Regions from separate parts of the Mus musculus genome. Here all the other regions are linked to region 2. Evidence: chromatin contacts called from public promoter capture Hi-C data. All regions are on one chromosome and are shown on one strand. The core of a region is the stretch at or near the end of the contact, and the rest is flanking DNA. Distances in the headings are between cores, read along the strand shown. Region 1 holds the start of Tspo (translocator protein). Region 2 holds the start of D130051D11Rik (a long non-coding RNA gene). Region 3 holds the start of Poldip3 (polymerase (DNA-directed), delta interacting protein 3).

The links. Promoter capture Hi-C pulls out the DNA fragments that hold promoters and counts their contacts.
Region 1: a contact with region 2 is called in a promoter capture Hi-C map of liver, with 4 times the contacts expected there. The contact joins the promoter of Tspo here to the promoter of D130051D11Rik in region 2.
Region 3: a contact with region 2 is called in a promoter capture Hi-C map of pre-B cells, with 3 times the contacts expected there. The contact joins the promoter of Poldip3 here to the promoter of D130051D11Rik in region 2. A contact is called at or near these places in 1 of 39 promoter capture datasets (pre-B cells) and 1 of 115 datasets of contacts at active chromatin or transcription factors (embryonic stem cells).

The regions. Positions count from the first base shown.
Region 1 is chr15:83,561,645-83,564,925 of GRCm38.p6, reverse strand. It overlaps Tspo (translocator protein), which reads right to left and starts at 1,353. Exons shown (of 4, transcript NM_009775.4): 1 at 1,282-1,353.
Region 2 is chr15:85,632,574-85,635,976 of GRCm38.p6, reverse strand. It overlaps D130051D11Rik (a long non-coding RNA gene), which reads right to left and starts at 1,381. Exons shown (of 2, transcript XR_003951642.1): 1 at 1-1,381.
Region 3 is chr15:83,147,672-83,150,833 of GRCm38.p6, reverse strand. It overlaps Poldip3 (polymerase (DNA-directed), delta interacting protein 3), which reads left to right and starts at 1,456. Exons shown (of 9, transcript NM_178627.4): 1 at 1,456-1,639. The coding sequence starts at 1,581. It overlaps Rnu12 (RNA U12, small nuclear), which reads right to left and starts at 1,189; the gene lies at 1,040-1,189.

The sequences.
Region 1 (3,281 bases), core at 104-2,603, 2.1 Mb after region 2:
CAGTGTACTTACATATAATAAATAAATAAATCTTTAAAAAAAAAAGAAGGAAAGAAAGGAAAGAAAGAAAGAAAGAAAGAAAGAAACTGATGGGGAAACTGTAGAACATTCCAGGTTGGTATCTCTACATCCACAATGACACTCGGCCACTCTCGGTCACCTTCCCTTGGGATACAATGCCCTGGGCAAGGATCAGGTCCACAGGCTGTCTCTCTTCTCAGTGTCTGATGGACACAGGCCAACAGCATCGCCCTCTCCATACTTAGCACCATCACTCCATAGAGCTTCGGGCCCCACCTCTTAGTAGGACAGCCAGAAAGGATGCCTGAGCCCTCCTTCTCCTAGGCTGCTATCTGTGAAGCTAGGTCAGAGCCAATGGGCCTGGGGTACCTGTTGCCCTGGGGCTTCCCTAGAGACTATGACCCAGAAACAGAAGGGAGCCGGCCACGCCCTCTTCCGTCCACTGCGTGAAGCTCCTCCCATCCTTGAGCTTTCCTTCCAGCAAAGCCGTTTCTGTCCCGAGGAATTTTAGGACTTTTTGTTTTTAACGAACTTGCAAATCCTCCTTATACCTTTTGCCAGCTTTTCTCATTCTGAAAGTAATCATCGCGCCAGCAACAGGTCAGTTAGGACCGGCAGGAACTGGTCACCATGAGGTCTGGGGTGTGGGGAAATGGCGTGGCGGAGTGGCAACTTTATCAAACAAAACTGGCTTTCAAGGCGCCGCTTGCACAACCCCCTAACAAGGGGAACACAAACAGAAGCCGAAAACTCCGATCAGAGAAAAGCTTAAAAAGCAAGCCTGCTGTCTGTCGGCCTCACCCCTCAGGTACCTACCACTATCAAGAGTTTCTAGACGCTGGCGGGTCTCAGCCCTGAGACGGCCAGGCACACACACGCAGTACCCAAGTTCACAAATCACTACGCAGGAGAAGCGTCCACACCACACATGCAGGCTTTGATCTCAAAGCAGGCTTAGGCAGCTGCCGCTCAAATCCTGGCTCCTGGGCTTTGCATAGTCTCGGTTTCCCACGGATCCCAGAACTCCTCTGCAGGGGAAGCAGGATTCCCAGCAGCCAGAGGCTATCTCCTCTTCCCGCCCAGCTGCCTCCAGCTGCAGCAGCCAACTCCTGCCTCACCGAGGTAGGCACAGGACATTGGCCGCTGTCCCCAAAGGCCAAACACCCTCAGCCTCAGCAGCACATCCTCGGGAGGAGTCCCTCCCGCTTGGACCTGGCCTCAGTTTCCCTTTTGGCTCCCCGCCGTCAGGGTCTCACGTACCCACAGCCCCGCTCACGCAGTCGCTGGTTGTTCCGTGAAGGACACTGCGCACAGAGGTTGGTAGCCGCTGACCCCGCCTCGCCCCGCCCCGCCCTGCGCCGCACCCGGAGGCACCCTGCCTTCCCAGGCCCGCCCTCAACCAGGCACCCCTCTTTTTTTCTCTCCTCATCGTGGGCCTGGACACAGAGGGGAGAGATGCATCGCAGACAGGCAGACAACGAATGCCACAGAGGTGGCACATGTTTGTATTTCACACCGAGACAGGAGGATGACAGTGAGCTCGCAGTCAGTCTGAGCTGCGTATTATATTCCCCCCCCCCCCCCCACTGTGCCTGGCTGAATTCTACCTATCATCTTATCCGTATTTTGTGTTTTTTGTTTGTTTGTTTATTTGTTTGTTTGTTTTAATGAGGGACTTGGGATATAGTTCCATTGTGGAGTACTTTCTGTGCACGCAAAGGCCCCTGAGTTTCAATCCCCAGCACTGCCCAAAATAAAGGAAAACAAAACTAACCGCTTTCTGCCTCTTGTGTTAGTAAGGCCCTAGGCGCTATGCCTGGCCACACCCACTTGCTGGCAGCCCTCAACCTCTTCCTGTGAGTCAATTAGAGTAGGCTGGCTGGGCAAGGAGCCCCACCAATCTGCCTGTTTCAACCTCCTGGGCCCTGGGATTATAACTGTGTACTACTATACCCAGGGTTTTAACACAGGTTCTGGAAATGAAACTCAGATCCTGGTGTCTGCAAGGTAAAGGTGAGCATGCGACCCACTAAGGTATCGTCCCAGTCCCGGGCTTCCTGTTCTTAACCAGCAGCACAGCAGCCGAAGGCGGTCTGATTGAGACATCTCTCAGCACACCTCTGCAGCCTTGCCAATCCCTGCGGCAACGGCTCTACATGCCTTGTACGTGCCTACAGCTTTTCAGTCTCTCTGCGCCCCTCTGGCGTACCCTTGTCTGCCTCCTGGATAGGTTTCACGTCCTATTGTGTATTTGCAAAGGATTGACTGTCACCGGGAAGGGGGAGAGGGAGCTGGGGGAGGGGATCTATGGTGGAAATTTAGTCCCCGTTGTGAAGAATCAAGAGGTGAAACCAAGTGGGACCAGGTGGACCTTGAGGTGACTATGTCCCAAGGATTCACGGTGTGGCCCCTATCCATTCACGATTCATTCAGGAATAGATCCATCGGTTATCCTGAGTGTAGGTCTGGTATCAAAGCCAGCCAGTGCAGGTTCTCGGATAGGGCCCCTCTTGTCAGATGAAGCCCTACATCCCTTGGATTCTGTAGAGAGTCTCCACCAGCAAGGAGGCTCTTGTGAGATGCAGCTTCTGACCTTGAACTTTACAACCCTGAGGACGGTAACTTGTACTCTATATAAATGGCCCAGTATGTCATTCAGTGATAGAAACAGAAAACTAACTGAAGCATCTTCCCTCTCAGTGGCTCATTTTGTCTAGGTTGGCTAGTCCTCCTAGAGCTCTTGCCAGAGTCCCTCTGTCCTTCAGATCCTTGGAAGTGGGTTGTGGTCCAGCGGCCTCATGCTGTGTGTTATGACATCAGTATGCAACTGTATACATCTCTGGCGCACTCGACTGTTGTTGCTACTACCTTCTTGCTACAGCCTGTGGATGTAAATTTGGGCTGCAAAGATTTGAAATTTTACAAGCACAGCCTCCTATGTGAGTTTAAACTTAGTCCACTGAGCCAGCAATCAAAGGACCTGACCTTTTTATTTTTTGTTTTACACGTGTGGGTATCTTACCACATATATGTATGCGTACCATGTCTGTGCCTGGTGCCCACAGAGGTCAGAAGAGGGCCTTGGACATCCTAGAACTAAAGTTAAGAGATGGTTGTGAGAGCTGGGCGTGGTGGCGCACACCTTTAATCCCAGCACTTGGGAGGCAGAGGTAGGTGAATTTCTGAGTTCGACATCACCCTGGTCTACAGAGTGAGTTCCAGGACAGCCAGGGCTACACAGAGAAACCCTGTCTCAAAAC
Region 2 (3,403 bases), core at 132-2,631:
GGCTGGTTTCTTCAAAATTATATATGAGAACACTGGGTGGTCTCTTTCATACACATTCTGTCCCTGAGAGTGGCTTGGCAGGCTTGGTCCAACAAACCAGATGCTTGGAAATCACCTACTTTTCCATGTTCTTCAAAGGCATCATAGAGACCATCTTCTGCAACCCACTCCTGACTCCGGTACAAAGAAAGACAGCGCACAAATGATGCACAATCTACAATGTTTCATTTGGGGGTTGATCTTGTAATGGTGCAGAAGCGACAGGCATCAGCAGAAACACTACTTGGGATTTTGAGTTTGATCTCTTCCATGCTGGTGATAATGCGATATAAGCACCCTTTCTCAACGCTGGCCATCACCAGGGGAAACCACATGCTCCAGTGTGCTGAGTTGATAAGCCAGGACATTTAGTAGATTAAGCAACCCCATGATGTTTTAAGCCACAGTGGGTCCTCTGTATGAGCCATTATTAAAGGTTAAAGAACCTTTATTTGATGGTCTCGGTGAACAAGTTGGGGTGGGGACATCAGGCACCTCCAGGATGCTTAAAGTCTTCTGGCTAGGAATAAAGAATGATGAACGGGGCAGTGCTGGCGACGAGAGGTGACCACGGAAAGGAACTATGTGCTCCAGCTGAGCAGAACAGATTAAACCAGAGAATCAGAACCAGGGTGTGGAAGGACTTGTCTCTCTGTGGAGGGACAGTGCTGGCCACAGTGGCTAGGAGCCCTGCGACAGCACATCAGAAGCATGTGCGGGCCTTCCTGAAAAGTGGCTGTCAACAAATAGGCGCTCTCGTCTCTGGGCCTGCAGACCTCCAAAAGGGGCGTTCACACTGCGGGGCTAGCCTGGGCTCTGCATTTCTTGGATAGGGCTGAGCACCCGGCAGGGCCACGTCGCTCCTGGTACAGAGGGAGGCTACAGTCTAAAGTAGGAGGGGCCTCGGGTTCCCGGTGCCAGGACTCCGCCGCCAAGACGGTGCCGTGGCCTGCCCCCTCTAGGGACCTAGAAAGCTCCACGCTCACACCTTGAGGGGGTACAGAGGGAGCAGAAAAGGCAGAAGTGCGCCCACGGCGCCCACAGCCCTTAAAATAACACACAACTCTCACGCTCCACCCCGGAAGCAGACTCGCGGTAGACGTAGGGCGGGGCCTCTCGAGTCTGGGGGCGTGACTTCTAAGTAGCCTGCGCCGGAAATGAAGTCCAGGGTGCGGCATACTTGGAGGCCGCGGTTCGCAGCTGAGAGGCGGGGCCCTGTCTAGAGGCGGAGCCTTGCCCAGCTGGAGGTGGAGCCACTGGGCCACCATCTCCGACTTCCGGGGTCGCGGGCGGTGCGGGCGGAGTGAAGCACAGAGTGGGCGGGCCCTGGGTCGGCCAGCTCTGAATGCAAATTTACGGCCTAGCAGGCTGCGGCTCCGGGGCGAGGCCTGCGTGTGGGGCGGGGCCTAGGTATGTGGGCGGGACCTGGCGCCGGGCACGCCCAACCTTAGTGCGGGCAGGCGGGAGGCGGAGCCTCTGCGCGCGGCCTAAATGAGTTTGCGCAGACTCAGGGCGGGCTCTCAGCCTGTCACTGTGAACCTTAGGGCTGCATTTCACTTGAATCAGATTTTCGTTTTAGTCAGACTTTTCTGTTCTGAAAGCTTTCCTGCCCTTGGAGTTTGTAAATCTTGGCAAGGAGGAAGAAAACGGGTAACCCTCAAGCTCCTCGTGAGATTTTTCCTTTTTTGAGGCTGTGTACGTGATGTAAAGAGTCTTGCAAAATTGCAGTAACACTTGAGAATACCTTAAAAATACCCAGTTCTTGATCTAAGGGTGTACCTCAGTTGGTAGAGTCCTTTCCTAGCAGACAGGAGACCTTGGCTTCCATTCTAGTATCAAACAAACAAACAAACAAAAACTTTATAATTTTCCAACTCAAAAATCATACGTTACTGGAGAAAATTTAGAAAGTTGACAAGAATTTTTAAAAACCTGATCAATATGCCAGGTAGTGGCACACTCCTTTAATCCCAGCACTTGGGAGGTAGAGGCAGGTGAATCTCTGCTCTTGAGACCAGCCTGGACTACAGAGCAAGTTCCAGGACAGTCAGGGCTATATCTCAAAAACACCAACAACAACAACACAAAAAACAACAACAAAAACAAATAAACACTCTGATTATTTAAGATCACTAGTGTTAACATTTTGACGTTTCTATTTTTATAATTCTATGTATATTTGAAACAGAAATAGGGACAATACTATACAGTACTACCTTGCCCTTTGTCTTTTTGTGGCTGGTGTTGCTGTGAGGGTCTGACCATAGCCCTATTTGTGGCCCCACACAGCCCTAGATGGGAAACCCCTTTGTTATTTAACTCTCATAGGCCGTCTTGTTTCCATCTCTTTTGAGTTTTCCTTTCTTTCTTTCTTTCTCTCTTTTGTTTTTGTTATTGTTTTTTGTTTGTTTTTGTTGTTTGTTTTTTCGAGACAGGGTTTCTCTATATAGCCCTGACTGTCCTGGAACTCACTTTGTAGACCAGGCTGGCCTCGAACTCAGAAATCTGCCTGCCTCTGCCTCCGGAGTGCTGGGATTAAAGGCTTGAGCCACCAAGCTCGGCCCTCTTTTGAGTTTTCTACATTTAAAAGGTAACAATGTTTCAACAAGTGATAAATCACTTGTAGCCAAAAAATAGATACCTAGTGTCCAGATTACATAAAGAACTAAAACTCAACAATGAAATCCCTAATTTAATTATAGGCAAAGGACTTAAATGTTTTTAAAGACTAAGTAGCTAAGACCCATACAGCCAACAAGATACTCATTGTGGCCAATCAACAGAGGGGAAAAAAAAAAAACCAAATTCACAAAACACTTCACACTAAGGTTGCAAGTACAGAAAAAAAAAAAAAGCACAAAAATGGAAAAATGGAAAAAGTGTTGGCAAGTATGTGGAGAATCTGGAACCTTTTCACATTGCTGGTAGGAATGCAAAATGACGTAGTTGCTACAGAAACCTTTATGGAAAAGCCAGAGCTACCACAAGGCCCAGCAATTTCTCTTGTCAGTATGTAACCAAGGACTTGAAAGCAGGAATGCTGTCAGTCTGCTGTGCACTCCTGCTCCAAGGAGAGGAAAGGTAGAAATTCTAGAAACAGCTCCCAAAGGGTCATGGATGGGTCAGTGGGTGAAGCTGATAGCATAAACACAAACAAAGGGGCATCAGCAGGCTTAGAAAGGAATCAAGTTCTCCAATCAGCTACAACAGAATTGAACCCTGAAAACAGGGCTAGGTGAAGAAAGCTAGACACAAAGTATCCAATCATGAGGCCCATTCAACAGATCCTCAGGCGAGCCCATAGACAGGAGAATGGCGTTTCTAGGCTCTGAGGCCAGAGGAAGTGTAAAGTTCTTAGTGACCA
Region 3 (3,162 bases), core at 207-2,706, 2.5 Mb after region 2:
GGGCATTTCAAACTAGTAGCCTGGGATTCCTGAGCCAAGCTCGTGAATATTCTTGTGGGAAACTGATTCTTGTCTCTTAGGAAGGCCTTCCTTTCATAACATGTACATTTTTTTTAAATGTTCCATATGGCAGATAGTTTTTTTTTTTTTTTTAGATTTATTTTATTAATATATGTAAGTACACTGTAGCTGTCTTCAGACACTCCAGAAGAGGGAGTCAGATCTTGTTGCGGATGGTTGTGAGCCACCATGTGGTTGCTGGGATTTGAACTCTGGACCTGCGGAAGAGCAGTCGGGTGCTCTTACCCACTGAGCCATCTCACCAGCCCCAACATGTACATTTTCAAGGGAACATGAGAAACTGACCCAAGAGCATCATGTTTTTATTTTTGAAAAAATTATCTATTTTTATGTTTATGAGTGTTTTGCCTGTATACACATATATGTATGTATGTATGTATGTATGTATGTATGTATGTATATGTATGCAATAGCCTGGGAGGTCAAGAAGGCATTGAATCTCCTGGCACTGGAGTTACATGTGAACTTCCATGTGAGTGCTGAGAACCAAACCCAGGTAGATCCTTTGCAATATCAGCAAGTGCTCTTAGCCGCTCAGCGGACCAGCTTCTAGAAATTCTGTCTCAACAATGAGAAACTATCCCATAGGTCAAACACTAACATGTCAGTTAAGAGACCACCTTCATTTGCCTCATTTACACAGTCAGGAGGCAAACGGAAAGGTGACTAGTCTAGGCATCAGAAACTGAGCACGACCTTACAACGTAGACGACCTTACAACATGGGCAGTTATGTCCAGGCATGATCAATTGAAATTGAGGTACATAGCAGTAGGAGAACAACAGTCCCATCTTGTCTGAAAAACAGTAAGAGAGAGGCTGGAGAGGTGGGGCGCGCTCACGCTCACACACCAGGTAGGGCAAAGGCAGGCATCAACATACGACTTGCAACCACTAGCACCTGAGAGCAACCATTCAGAGGAGCTGCTAAGCTTTCTATTCTTGTAGAATTAGGGGGTCGGGCAGATCGCGTCACCCAGGCATCCCGCAAAGTAGGCGGGTCGCCTCAGATTGCAACCTATACCCGCTCAAAAATTCTTCTCACATAAGCAGTGAGGACTCGGGCGTCACCCCGAATCGTTATTTTCCTTACTCATAAGTTTAAGGCATGAGGAACGTGTCTACGTTCCTCAGGGGTAAGAAATTATATTCTCATTACAAGTATGGTGAGTGTCCGATCGGCTGTATGACTAAAAGACTTGTCCTCTTGATAATGCTTTTTAATGGTTTATGATCGATATAATTCTAATTCCTCATTAGCAAAAGGAGGAGGGGGGAGAGAGAGCCCATAAGGCTCCGGACTCCTCCATGCAAATTAGAAGCGAGCACCGCAAAGGCTCACGGGGAGAGAGGCTCCACCCCTTCCGTCTCGAGCTTTTCGTTTGAGCTGTCGCGAGAGTTGGCCGTCCGGGTTGCCGGAAGCCGCTCTTGACTCCGGCCGCGGGGCGGGCTCGCCGCAGTCGGCTTCTCCTCCGTTCTCCGCTAGCTGCGCGCCGCAAGATGGCCGATCTCTCGCTGGACGAGCTCATCCGGAAGCGCGGGACGGCGGCCAAGGGACGGTGAGCGGCCCTTTCCCTTTTCCTCGAGGCTCGTAGGGGCCTCGCTGCTTCTTGGGGTTCGGGGGCGGAGGAGGGAGCGGCTCCGGGGGGCGACGCCGCTTGCGCCCGCCCCCTGCGTCCGCCGCGCTCCTTATTGGCCCGGCCGCGCGGGCCCAGCTGCTGGTCGGTCCACTGGCTGCTGGGCCCGGGAGGCCCGGGAGGCCCGATCGCAGGCGAGCCGAGGGCTGGGCGGGCCAGGGCCTTGCTCCCCGGAGGATCGGGTCCGGGGGGACCACGGTGGCGCCGTCTCCGCTCGGCCTTTAGGTCCTGGGAGTTAAGAGGGCGGAAGTTGAGCGGAGGAGCCGCCAGCCCAGAGCTGTTTATGGCCAGTTCTGCTGGTTCTCCTATGCCACGGTGCTTAGCCCGACCCGTTTTAAGCAAAGAGCTCTTTCATAGGCGAGACGCCTTGTTCCTTTCACTGTGATATCTGTAATGGTTGTCTGATCGTTTTGTTTTCTCTTGAGGCCGGCTTTCACATAGCCGGAGCGAGCCTCGAACTCGCTGCGTCTCCGAGGCTGGCCTTAAAACGCCAAGAGTCTCCCTCCTCCTCCCGTTTCTCAAGGGCTGAGATGACAGGCCAGTTTGTTTCCGTTTTGAGAGCCGGCGTCCTCCATGTTATCCAGGAACTCCTGATCTCAAATCCATCCTCCTGCCTCAGTCTCTTGAGTAGCTGGTGCTCCAGGCGCTCCGCTGTTGCTTAACTATTTTATTCCGCATTTCACAAACGGGAAAGCTGGAGCCAGAGAGAAAGACTTTCCCAAGGCCACCGAGTGCCCCAACTGAGTTGGCCTCAGGCAAAGACAGACAAAACAGTTCCAAGAGGGTGGCATTGGCATTCATGGATGTATGCCCTGATGTCTTAAGTGAGACAGTCAGACTCAACATACTCTTAAACATCGATAGCCATTTCTAGCTTTTATAAATGTGCAGGTGAAAAAGTGGTTAAGTCGGCCCGTGGTCAGCAGGCATATAGATACACTGCTGTAGGTGTCAGGAACTGTTTTCCTGGGGCTGGAGAGATGGCTCAGCAGTTAAGACACCAACTGCTCTTCCAGAGGTCCTGAGTTCAATTCCCAGCAGCATGGTGGCTCACAACCATCTGTAATGAGATCTGATGTACTCTCTTCTGCTATGTTTGAAGACAGTAACAGTGTACTCACATACATAAAATAAATAAACCTTTTTATTTTTTTAAGGAACTGTTTTCCCAGACACTGATCTGCTCAGCTATGCCAATCCTTCCCTACGCCTGTGTCTAGTAAACACTGTTGCCTCCTACACTGAAAGGAGACAAGCTCCCTCCAATCTCAGTGCCACCCAGCTCACCAGCTCTTATTGTCACATGTCTTCTGGGTCGTAAGAGAGATTGACACCCACAATGATTAAGCCATTTAAAAGTTTTGAGCGGGGCAGTGGTGGTGCACGCCTTTAATCCCAGCACTTGGGAGGCAGAGACAGGCGGATTTCTGAGTTCGAGGCCAGCC